Linked DNA regions of Sus scrofa: all the other regions are linked to region 3. The links are chromatin contacts, called in public promoter capture Hi-C maps. All regions are on one chromosome and are shown on one strand. Each heading gives the region's core, a stretch centred on a gene start, on an enhancer-like site or on the middle of the called end of the contact. The rest is flanking DNA. Distances are from core to core; before and after follow the strand shown. Region 1 holds the start of PFKL (ATP-dependent 6-phosphofructokinase, liver type). Region 2 holds the start of C13H21orf2 (protein C21orf2). Region 3 holds the start of UBE2G2 (ubiquitin-conjugating enzyme E2 G2).

The links. Promoter capture Hi-C pulls out the DNA fragments that hold promoters and counts their contacts.
Region 1: a promoter capture Hi-C map of liver shows a contact between it and region 3, with 2.7 times the contacts expected there. The contact joins the promoter of PFKL here to the promoter of UBE2G2 in region 3. A contact is called at or near these places in 2 of 5 promoter capture datasets (fetal liver and liver) and 1 of 2 datasets of contacts at active chromatin or transcription factors (alveolar macrophages).
Region 2: a contact with region 3 is called in a promoter capture Hi-C map of liver, with 4 times the contacts expected there. The contact joins the promoter of C13H21orf2 here to the promoter of UBE2G2 in region 3. A contact is called at or near these places in 1 of 5 promoter capture datasets (liver), 6 of 47 Hi-C or Micro-C datasets (alveolar macrophages, embryonic fibroblasts, epiblast stem cells and 2 more) and 1 of 2 datasets of contacts at active chromatin or transcription factors (alveolar macrophages).

Annotation. Positions count from the first base shown.
Region 1 is chr13:207,165,468-207,168,956 of Sscrofa11.1, reverse strand. PFKL (ATP-dependent 6-phosphofructokinase, liver type) reads right to left here and starts at 1,670. Exons shown (of 22, transcript XM_021071510.1): 1 at 1,469-1,670. The coding sequence starts at 1,553.
Region 2 is chr13:207,203,478-207,206,973 of Sscrofa11.1, reverse strand. It overlaps C13H21orf2 (protein C21orf2), which reads left to right and starts at 2,233. Exons shown (of 7, transcript XM_021071512.1): 1 at 2,233-2,412. The coding sequence starts at 2,336. LOC102158266 (a long non-coding RNA gene) reads right to left here and starts at 2,126. Exons shown (of 4, transcript XR_299372.3): 1 at 1,348-2,126; 2 at 985-1,182; 3 at 766-880.
Region 3 is chr13:207,469,535-207,473,140 of Sscrofa11.1, reverse strand. It overlaps UBE2G2 (ubiquitin-conjugating enzyme E2 G2), which reads left to right and starts at 1,315. Exons shown (of 6, transcript XM_003359009.4): 1 at 1,315-1,454. The coding sequence starts at 1,412.

The DNA of each region.
Region 1 (3,489 bases), core at 421-2,920, 300 kb after region 3:
AGCCCCCACTGAGGCCACGTCCTGTTAGGTTCGTGCCAGGGGAGCGGGACACACCACCCAGCGGGCTCTGTGCCGCCACCTAAATGCATGTCCTATGCTTCCCAACCCCCCACCCAGTGCCGGCGTCATCGTCTCCATGGTGCAGACAGGAGACTGGGGCGAGACCCCTGTGCCCAGGCGAACCCAGGCCTCCCTGGAGAGGCGGGGCCTCCCTGGAGAGGCGGGGCCAGCCCCCTCAGGATGTCTGCCCTCCACACACCCGGCCCTTCCTGGGCTCCAAACTCACAAGATGATGCTTGCCCAAAACCACCCTCCAAGCCTGCTCTCCTCAGGCCCCGTGGGCCCCCCGGCCACATTCTAAGAAAAGCCCCACTGCCAGCAACAGGCTGCAAGCGCTCCAGCCACGCGGGTTGCAGACATGCAGCAGAGCACAGTGCCCGCCCGCCAGGCCGGGTCCAGAGAGCTGAGCCCTGCGCAGGCCGGCGGGATGCAGGCAGCGCTGATTCCTCCGGCCTCCTGGGCTGGCGCCCTGGTGAAAGCCCCTCCCTCCTACCTCTTCCCTCTTGGGGGGGAGCAGGGGCTCAGGGCCTGCGGCAGGCCCAGGAGGTGTGTGTCTGCGCTTTCTGATCTGGAGGGAGGCAGACCAGGCCCAGTCATGAACACTGAAGGTGCCAGCTCTCTCCCTCCCAGGCAGGCCTGCCTCCCGGGCTATGTCAGGTCTCTCTCTGGGTTCCAGGAGTGCGGTGCGGCCATGCGGCCAGGCACAACAGGTGCCGCCCTGGCCATCCCAGGCGGAGGCGCTGGAGAGCAGCAGTCTGACCAAGACCAGGCCTCCAGGAGGGGCCGCCTGGAGGGGCACTTGCCCAGCTCTGCCAGGTCCTGGCTGCAGGGCGCAGGGCAGGCCACGAGGAAGGCCACAGTCTTTGGCTCCCCATGTACCAGGGGTCGAGAAGAGGGCCGCGCTAAAGAAAAATGCCCCAGAGCCACCCTGGAAGCTGGTTTGGGGTTAACCCTATGCCCCCAGGTCGTGTTTCAGAACCAGGAAGAGCCGGGTTCTCCCGGCCTGCGGGGACCTGCCCAGCCTTCCGAGGCTTCCGCGCAGCGTGGCCTCCAGGAAAGGCGGTGGCGGTTCCTGACCCCGCCACCGGGAAAGGGCGCAGAGAGCGACCGGGGGGCAAGAGCGCCCTGTCCCGGCCGCAGCCGGCCGCACAGACACACCCCCGGCGGGCGGGGCGCAGAGGCCGTGGTGGGTGGCACGTACGCGGGCCCGGCGCGTCGGGGCGGGTGCAGGACTGGAATGGGGACCCGGACGGGGGCACGAGGACTGGGAGAGGGCGGGAGGCGGAGCCCGGCTGGGGCACCGGCTGGCCGCGCGCCTCAAGTGCTGGTCGAGGGTGGCCAGCGCGCCCCAGGGGCCCGGGGAGCACACCCGCTGCCCGCGGGCGACCGGCGGTGCGCCAGCACCCACCTTGCGCATCGCCGCCGCTGGTCAGCACGCCGATGGCCTTGCCGGCCCCCGACGTGCGCAGCTTCTCCAGGTCCACGGTAGCCATGGCGGCGCCGACTCCGCCGAGCTCGCTCTCCCGCCCCGCGCCGCCGCTGTCGCCAGGCCCGCCCCGCGCCCTGCGCCCCGCCCCGGCGCCGTGTGAGGTCACCGGTGTCCACGCCGGCGGGGCAGCGGGGGCGGAGCGCGGGGCGGGGCCGACGTGCCTGCGCCACCGCCCCCGGTCGCAGGCGCGCACCCCGGGTACCTGCGCCGCAGGACTGCGCCTCCTCCCGACCGTGCCAGCCTCCTCGGCCACGTTTCTAAACCTGCTCCGTCTAACAAGTGGGGAGCGTTTAGGGAGGGGCTGTCGGTCACAACTTGTGGCCAAGCTGGTCAAGTACGGTGGCCAGACGAGAGGCAAGTCGGGGCGGCCAGAATGTGTCCCTCTGCCAAGCGCTGCCTGCCTGGCTCCTCGGAGGAATTTGTCTTTCTGGGCGCCGATCTGCTGCAACTTTGTTCCTTACACGTGACCGCCCCCAAGCTTTAGCTGAAGGCCCACCCAGAGGCGTCTGACTGAGATGCAAAAGGAATTAAGAGGCAAACCCGTCAGCATTCATTCATTCATTCATTCAGCTGTCACTCCAGGCAATGTTGGCTGGACCCTTGGAAAACTTGCACACTTGCAGCGCCTGGGCGGGGCGGGGGGGGAACCTGGGGTGGGCACCTGAGTCCGGGCGGTGGGCTCTACTTTGGCTGGTCAGTAGGGGAGTCACTCGGAGGGATGGAGCCCCTCCCCCATCCAACCCGCCCCTAAGTGGGGAGCCTGCGCAGTCACAGGAACACATTTGACCCCTGCTCTCCATAAGCCTGGTCACTGGCGGGAGGGTACCCGTGAGCCAGATTGGGGGCTGCAAGGAAAGGCACCCATCCTGACCCAGGGCTGGCAGTGGGTGGGGCCCACTAGGAGGCTGGTGGAGATGCAGCAAGTGTGTTCTGTTTCTTGAGCTGAGCGGTGACACAGGTGTGTTTGCCTTAGGAAAACTCAGCAAGGCTATGAGTTGGGCTTTGTGTGTGTTATATTTGTTCTTTATATATGTTACGTTCTAATACGAAGTTTACCTAAAACTATTCCACTGTAGGGGGAGAGCAAGTGGGAGGTGTTGGAGAGAGAGAATTTCTGTTCTGCAGAAATTGAGCGCGTCCCAGAGCCAGCCGTCCAGCCGGTGCCAGGAGTTACTCACTCCGTAGCGTACACTCACACTTGGCCGAGAGGTGGACTTTGCTAAGAGTTCTTATCATGAGTAACAACAGATGTTTCTTACATTTTGACAGAAGGGAAAGAGGGACCTCATCACTTCCACTTGTACCAAGTCAGGCACGGGTAAGAATCTGGGCGCTCAACTGACCTTCTGGCCTCAGGTTGAGAAGACGGGAGGGCTGCAGGGGTTCTGGGGGAAGACAGCCCACTTGGAATTGTCTGTGCCCTCAGGAGCCCACCCCTGCCTTGGGGTTGGCGGGCAGTGGCCCTCGCCATCAGGTGCACAGCTGTCATCCTGGGATCTCTGTCTCCATCTGTCTCCCTGCTGAGTCTCGTGGCCACCAGCCCCCACGTCACCCTCCCTCATCTGGGGGGGGGCGTGTCCACCAGGAGCTCCCTAAGAAAGGGCATCACGTTTCTGCACGTGTGAAATTGGTCTTACTCCACCCTGGTACTTGATGAAAGACTTGCTATGTCTAGAAATTCAGGCTAGAAGTCATTTTCCTGCAGAATTTTGGTGTCTCCCAGCGTTCCTTGCTTCCGGGATTGCTAGTGAGAAATCAAAGTCACTCGATTCCTCACTGTTTGCACAAGACCCGATAGTTCCTCCCTAGAAGCTGGCAGAACCTTCCTCTCCCAGGGGCAGTAAATTTCCACAGGAAGTACCTTGCATGGGTCTGTTCCCAGCTCCCTGCCCACACACGCTGGGTCCCGTGGAAAGTAACATAATGTCTTTTCCATCAAA
Region 2 (3,496 bases), core at 984-3,483, 270 kb after region 3:
CATGGGATGCTACTGTATGTGCAGTTGTGAGGGGCCTGCTATGCAGCCTGGAGGAGCCTGCCAAAGTGCTGATAACCCAGGTGGGAAAAGACTCCGAAGGAGGACAGACGTGTGTGCGCGCGTGACTGAGTCGCTTTGCCGAAGGGCAGAAACGAACGCCGCGGTGTAGACCAACTCGACGCCAACGACATTTTAAAAAAGCGAAGACCTTTCCACGCCGCCCGGACAGGGTTGGTACGGCATGGTTCTCGACTCCCAGCGTAACCGAAAGGGAAACGGTCACGGTGCCAGCGCCCTTGATGCAAATGAAAGAGGAGCAGGTCCTCCAATCCCCTGCAGCAGGGACCCCCCGAGGTGGCACCGGCCCGGACGTCCAAGTGCAACCGTCCGTCTACGGAAGGAAAAGCGACGGCTTCTCATTCATGAATCTGAAGAGGACTTGGGAGAAGCGTCTGCCGGCGGCTTGTGCCACCGCTGCCGTTGAAAACCCAGCTCATGTCAGTATGAGATCCTCCAGGACCACTGGCCGTGAGCTGGGCTCAAGTTTGCTGCTGCCCCTGGAGCCACTCCTGTTGCTGCCGTTTCACTCCTGGAACCTTCACGAACCAGGTCCAGGCAGCCTTCTGGGAACCAAGGCCTCTCCCAGCTGACCACCAGCCTCTCACAGGGACCTCTTAGTTCACCCGCCTACCGGTGCTCTCTGTGACAAGCCTCTCCCCTGTGCTGTGTGGTTACTGCCACCCGGGCAGCAACAGGGGAGCTCACCCGTGGGTCTGACGTGGTGGATGGTCCCCCGGGAGGTTCTGCGCGTGCCTGCGTGGCACCATCTCCCGTGCACGCCCACGGGAGGCCACGCCTGACCTCTGCTTCTAGAGAGATCCTGAAGAGACGGGAGAGGAGGAGCAAGAGCAGCTGAGAAGCCTGCGACCAAGGAGGCATTTCAGGGTGAATGGGCCGCTGCAGCCCCAGGTCACCGCTACTCACCTGTGGTGGCAGGTGGGTGCCTCCGTGCCCATCCGGCCGTTCCCTATACTAGATTCTGAATGCTTAGCCTGCCACTGAAGACTGGGCTGCAGCTCCCACTGCTCAGGCCACCAAGTGGGTAGGAACAGCCACTGAGGGGTCTTGAGTTCTTCCACAAACTCTTAAAATAAAAATGGGTGGATGGAACGTCAACGGTTTCTAAAATGAAAAAAAAGAAAATGCAGCAGTTGTTAAACTACGGTGCGAATGCTTCTCTTTTTAGAATTCCCTGTGGTCTTCCTAAGGACAATGGCGGTGTTGGATGGGATGGGAGATCCTGCAGCAAAATCCCACTGTCCCCACTGAATCATGACCCCTCCTCACCACAGAGGTCCCTCCAACAGGGAGATCCTCCACAGCCCTGGGCTTCGGAGGTGACTCTGAGAAAGCCATCGCTGACCTCTGTGAAAGAAAACGATGATTCTGACCAGTTGGTAAAAGCGTTATTCAAAATTATTGCAGTGAGAGGAGAAAGAGAGCGCTCAACTCCAATTCAACAAAGACGGGGGATTTATGGCCAAGGCGCATGAGAGGCCAGTGGGTGGAAAGCTCCTGAGAGACGTGACGGGTAGGGGACTGAGTCACGGACTAGATTCCGCGGGAGAGGGGGGACGAAGAACGCATCAGGTGTCCGGGGTGATCGGAGATGGGCTGGGGTGACCAGCAGGATCTTTGCTGAGACCGGGCTGGGCGGGCCGAAGCCGGGACCGGGGCCGTGGGGACGAGGTCCCAGAGGAGGCCGGTCTCGGTCTCGTCCCCCCAGCAGTCTGAGATCCTGGATCCCTGTCCTAGCGCCCTCTGCAGGCAGCCCAAAGAACTTGACTTCTAAAGCATTCAAGTGCCGTGAGGGCTCCCTTCGGGCTGGCCGGTATCTTCGGCACCTGCCTCCTTCCGTAAGTGCCGAGACGAAGGGGTCAGGACAAGTCCTTTCAACTCTTTAACTCTTTGTAACCCGGGGCAGTTAAGAGCCCACCCCCTTGACGCTCGGCGAGGGCGGTGGGTCCCCAACCCCGGCGCGGAAGGATGACGTCAGAGCCTGGCCTCCCACTCTGCGCAGGCGCAAGACCGGCGGCGCGCCGCCGGGGCAGGGCGGAGCGGGCGGGGGGCGGAGCCAAAGCGCGAAGAGGAAGCCCGGGCGGCCCACTGCGCTCGCGCTGACCCGCCCCCTCGCCGGCGGCCAATGGGCTCTCTGGACCCGCCCCTGGCGACATAGGCCCCGCCCCCTGGAAACGCGCCGCGGCGGGGCCGACCACCTCGGGTTAGCGAGCGGTTCGAGAGCTCTGCCGGGGTCTGGGGTCCTGCGGCCGCCGCCATGAAGCTGACGCGGAAGATGGTCCTGTCCCGGGCCAAGGCCTCGGAGCTGCACAACGTGCGGAAGCTCAACTGCTGGTGAGGCCGGAGGCCGTCCTCCCCCCTGTCCGGCACCCTCTCCCCGGGAACCCAGCCCTAGGGCAGAGCTATCGGAAAACAGAGACCCCAGCCCAGCACCTCCGCCCTGGAGCGAGGACCCCCGCCCCGCATCTCTGCTCCGGGGCACAGCCGAGAAGGGCCTGGGAAGGATGCCGAGGATTTCAGGGACGGGGGTACCTCCGGCCTCACCTTCCTGGCCGTTGCTGGGTCCTGGGGGCTCACAGGATGTGGGAGTTGCTGCCATTGGCCCAGGCGGCCTTTGGCAAAGATCATTCCAGAACGTTCACCCCTCCTGAGTGAGTGGTGGTGTCTCATGCAAAGCTCCAAACCTGCACTCCTTGCTGGAAACAATTGGAGGGAGTTACCTGGGAGAAGCTGTTGGGCTGTAGAGAGCTGCAGTGGGGCCGACAGTTCCCTCCATGGACAGGTCTCATTTCTGACATGGGCAGCAGCCCCTGGGAGCCAGGCCTGATGAGGTGGGAGATCATGGGAATTAACACCTTTTCCAGGGGAAAGAAAGGAAACTGGGACCCCAGAGAGAAGCTTCAGCAAACATTTTTGTGATTGAGCCCTGGGGGGAGGGGCGGTCCCCACGAGACAGGAGAGATACAGGTGCTGTGGGGTCGGTGTCGGCTCAAAGGCAAGGCAGCCAGCCCTCGCAGAGCCAAGGCAGGACCCGAAGTGCTTCTGAAACTCCTGAAAGGTCTACACGTGTTCGCTGGGGATTCCGAGCACGTCTCCCAAGTCTGTACCCTGGACAGTTCAGGTGCGGCTGGGCACTCGGCCAGAGGCAGCCGCCCTCCAGCCAATGCAGCACATTGACTGCGGAGCTCTGCCTGTTCATTAAACAGCCTTTCTCTCTGCCCTGCACATCTGGCGTTTTGGCCACAACATCCCTGTGGTTTGTTTTCAATAATGCGTGGCGTTGTCGGGCTTGGCGAGGTCATCCTTCCAGAAGCTGCGAGGAACAACGGCCCTATTTCAGGCTGAGTGCGTTCACGAGTCGCGTGTTTGGGCCCAGAAGTGGCCTCTTACAAAGAGGCCCTTGTTTATCTCCCTCGGG
Region 3 (3,606 bases), core at 66-2,565:
ATGTGCTGTGAGGACATACTTTTCTTTGGCTTTTTAGGGCCGCATCCGTGGCACATGGAGGTTCCCAGGCTAGGGATCCAATTGGAGCTACAGCTGCTGGCCTGCACCACAGCCACGGCAATTCCAGATCCAAGCTGTGTCTGCGACCTACGCCACAGCTCACGGCAATGCCGGACCTTTAGCCCACTGAGCAAGGCCAGGGATCGAACCTACAACCTTATGGTTCCTAGTGGGATTCGTTGGCGCTGCGCCACAATGGGAACTCCAAGACTTCACTTTTTAAAAAGGTTTACATATCCTTGCATGGCAAAGCTACCAAGCACTAAGAGTGCCGACTTTTTCTAAAGTAAGGGGGATTCTAAGAAGCATCGACAGATTGCCCAGAGACAGTGGGGCGACCAGTAGAACCTCCGCGAACACTACGAGAAAAGGACACCCTAGTGTAGTCACCTGGATGCACATTACCCAGCTGGGGAAGCCGGAGCCTCAGGGAGCCTGGGGCCGGGTGAGGGGCAGCTGGAGGGGGACGACCACCCTTGTCGGCCTCCTGAAGCAGTGGTCCGGGGACTGTCAACGGGGCCGTGGGCAAGTCTGGACGCGCTGCCCCCGGTCCTGCTGGTCAGCCGGCTGTTGTGGTGGAGGTCGGGGCTGTCGGGCTGCTGCTTTGCTCCCTCCTGTCTCCCAAAGCTCCTCTCTTGGCCAAGCTGAATCCAGAAACACCGACACGGAATAAGGCCACCCCAATCGCCAATCTTCTCACTTAAAACCTAAAACCGTGAGGGTAGCCACAGGGGCACCAAAGGTCTTCCATGGACCTTCTCGTTTTAACTGCATTTGGGCCTCAAAGTCACCTCCTCTGAATGACACAGGGGTGGGGCAGCGAGCGAGCCCCGATACGGTCCATGTGCCAGCGTGTGCATTGTAGCCCACCGGACTGGCGGTATCTTCTTTCTTCCCCTTCTCCTGGTACTTTCAGCAAGTAAGCCATGTGAACCCCACTCTTCCAGCGGGCCGGCCGCCGCCCGCCCGCGCCGTCCCCCACCCTCTGCCCTCCACCCTCCTGCCCCCTCCCCGCCGTCGGGACCGCCCTGAGGCCACGAGGACGGAGCAGGCAGTTCGCACACTCGGCCGGGCGCCGCTGCGCCGAAACCTTGTGGAGCCTCCCCTCCAGGTACTCAGAGCCAGGATTCGGGCTGCGGTCGAGGGCGGGCCCCGGAGTCCGCGCCCGCCCCGCGCCTCCCCGCCGCGCACGCGCCCCGCGCCTCCCCGCCGCGCGCGCGCCCCGCCCTTCCCGCCGCGCACGCGCCCCGCGCCCCGGAAGGGCTCCGGTGCCCCGGAAGCGGTCCCGGCGCTGGGTGGGAGGGACGAGCGCTGAGGAGGAGAGGCCGACGGCACAGCTGTTACCCTGACGATGGCGGGGACGGCCCTCAAGAGGCTGATGGCCGAGTACAAACGTGAGTTCGGGGCCCGCGCGCCCGGTCTCCCGGGACGGCCCTCTCCTCCGCCGCCCGGCCCGGCGCCCCCTTCCTTCCCGGGTCCCTGCACACCGCCCTCAGCTGCTCGCGGCGGCCCACGCCCCCCTCGACCCCCGCGCCCCGCTCCCCCGGGTCCCGGCGCCCCCCCTTCCCTGCTGCTCGCGGCGGCCCCGCGGCCGTGGTGTAGCGCGCGCTCCGCCCACCCCCGGGACGGGCTCGTCTGTGCGCCGTCGGGGCGGGTTTTGTCCGGGCACCGGCGGCCCCTGCGAACCTCGGACCTGCAGGATCGGCCGGCGCGGCGCCGCGCTGGACGGGAAGCCCGGATGGTTGCGCCCAGTCCGGGCTCGTTCGTTTCCGTCTCTGGCTCTTTGAGTGACTCTCTCTTTCCGGCCTCGTGAACGTGCGGTGGCCGGAGAGGGGACGCCCAAGTGGCCTATCGAGAAGTTAGCAAAGAAACGTTAAGAGAAAAGCGCAGTGTGATGAGTTTGAGGTGAAAAGTCAGATTTGAGTTTTCCGTCACAAAGGGAGCCGTTTTTGAGCAAGGCCACCTGCCATCCTTCCTGGGTAGTGTTGGGAAAACCCTCGTGCCTCCTTAGGCAGCACCTTTCCTCACCGTTGGGGAGCGCAGCGGGAGAAGCGAGAACCGGCAGCCTTGCGCAGACCCCCTTCTGCAGCAGAGGCTCCCGGGAGGAGTCGCGGGGAGAGGCCAGCCCTGGCTGCGCTCGGGTTTGAAAGTGTTCTGCTTGGCCTCACACAGGGCGGGAGCCCGCCGGCGGCTCAGACCTGCCTCTGCTTATTAATTCTCTGACCTTGGCCTCCGCCCTTGCCCTCACCCGTGCAGAGGAGTGCTTCCCAGGTACCTGCTGGGTGGCTGTCCCTGGTCTTAGCTGTGGCTGTTACCGTTACACCGAGGACACTTTCGGGAGAAACTGGAAAATGAGCGTCGACAATGGGTGCAGCAAAGCTAACAGTACTGTGCAGGTGTCTCGGTTTCCTAAGCCTTCCCAGAGGCGCTGTGCAGGGAGCATTGGTGTTTGGCCTGAGCAGACCGCAGTGTTGCAGAGGCGGGCCCTCCAAAATAAACGTGTGAGTGACGCTCACCATCTGGCCTCCTCTGAAGTTGGGGCTCCTGCCCCACTGTCGCCCCACCGTCTTTCCCTCTGGGTGGCGGCACCCACGGCCTTCCTCTTCCCGCCTGGTGTTTGACTGGGAGACGTGCTTGTGCCACACGTAATCTGTTGATTTGAGTCCAAGCCAGCCTCCGGCCCGGGGAACTGCAGCGCAGATGCCTCTGCTCCTGCGCCCACTGCTTCTCTGCGCCACACGGTCGCATCGTGTCACTCTGCCCGGAAGCCCTTGCAGGGACCCCGCAGATGCTCTGTGCTCTGGCCCGTCTGCCTCTGTGAGATCCCCAACTCCTCCACCCTGGCACATTTCTCCAGCCCCACGGACGGTGTTGCTGCCACTTCCTCGCCCTCTCTGAACCCCCAGACTTGGCCTGTCCTTCCCGTTTCTGTCATCCTTCCTGTCACTAACAGGCAAATGTAACTCTTTTTTTTTTTTTTTGTCTTTTTAGGGCTGCACCCGTGGCATATGGAGGTCTAATAGGAGCTGTAGCCGCCAGCCTACACCACAGCCTCAGCAACACAGAATCCGAGCCGCGCCTGCGACCTACACTGCAGCTCACAGCAAGGCCAGATCCTCAACTCACTGAGCGAGACCAGGGCTCGAACCCGCCACCTCATGGTTTCTAGTCGGATTCGTTAACCACTGAGCCACGACGGGAACTGCTGGCAGCTATAGCTCTGATTCAACCCCTAGCCTAGGAACTTCCATAGGCGCAGGTGCGGCCCTAAAAAGACAGAAACAAAAGGTGTACGTTGACACGCAGTCGTCAAGGGACCCTCTGCTCCTGTGACAGCAGCTTAAGAAGCAGGACCTGAGCAGCACTGGGCGGGTGCTGCCCCCGGGGCACCGCGGGACTGCTGTGCATCCTCTTCCCTTTCTCTGGAGGCCTGTCACGTCACGTCCTCCTCACAGCAGGCACGCTCTCTGCCTGTTTTACCCTGAGTGGAAGTGGGGTCCGCACCCGCCTCTGCAGATTGAACCTCGGCTCAGCGCTGTTCCCGCA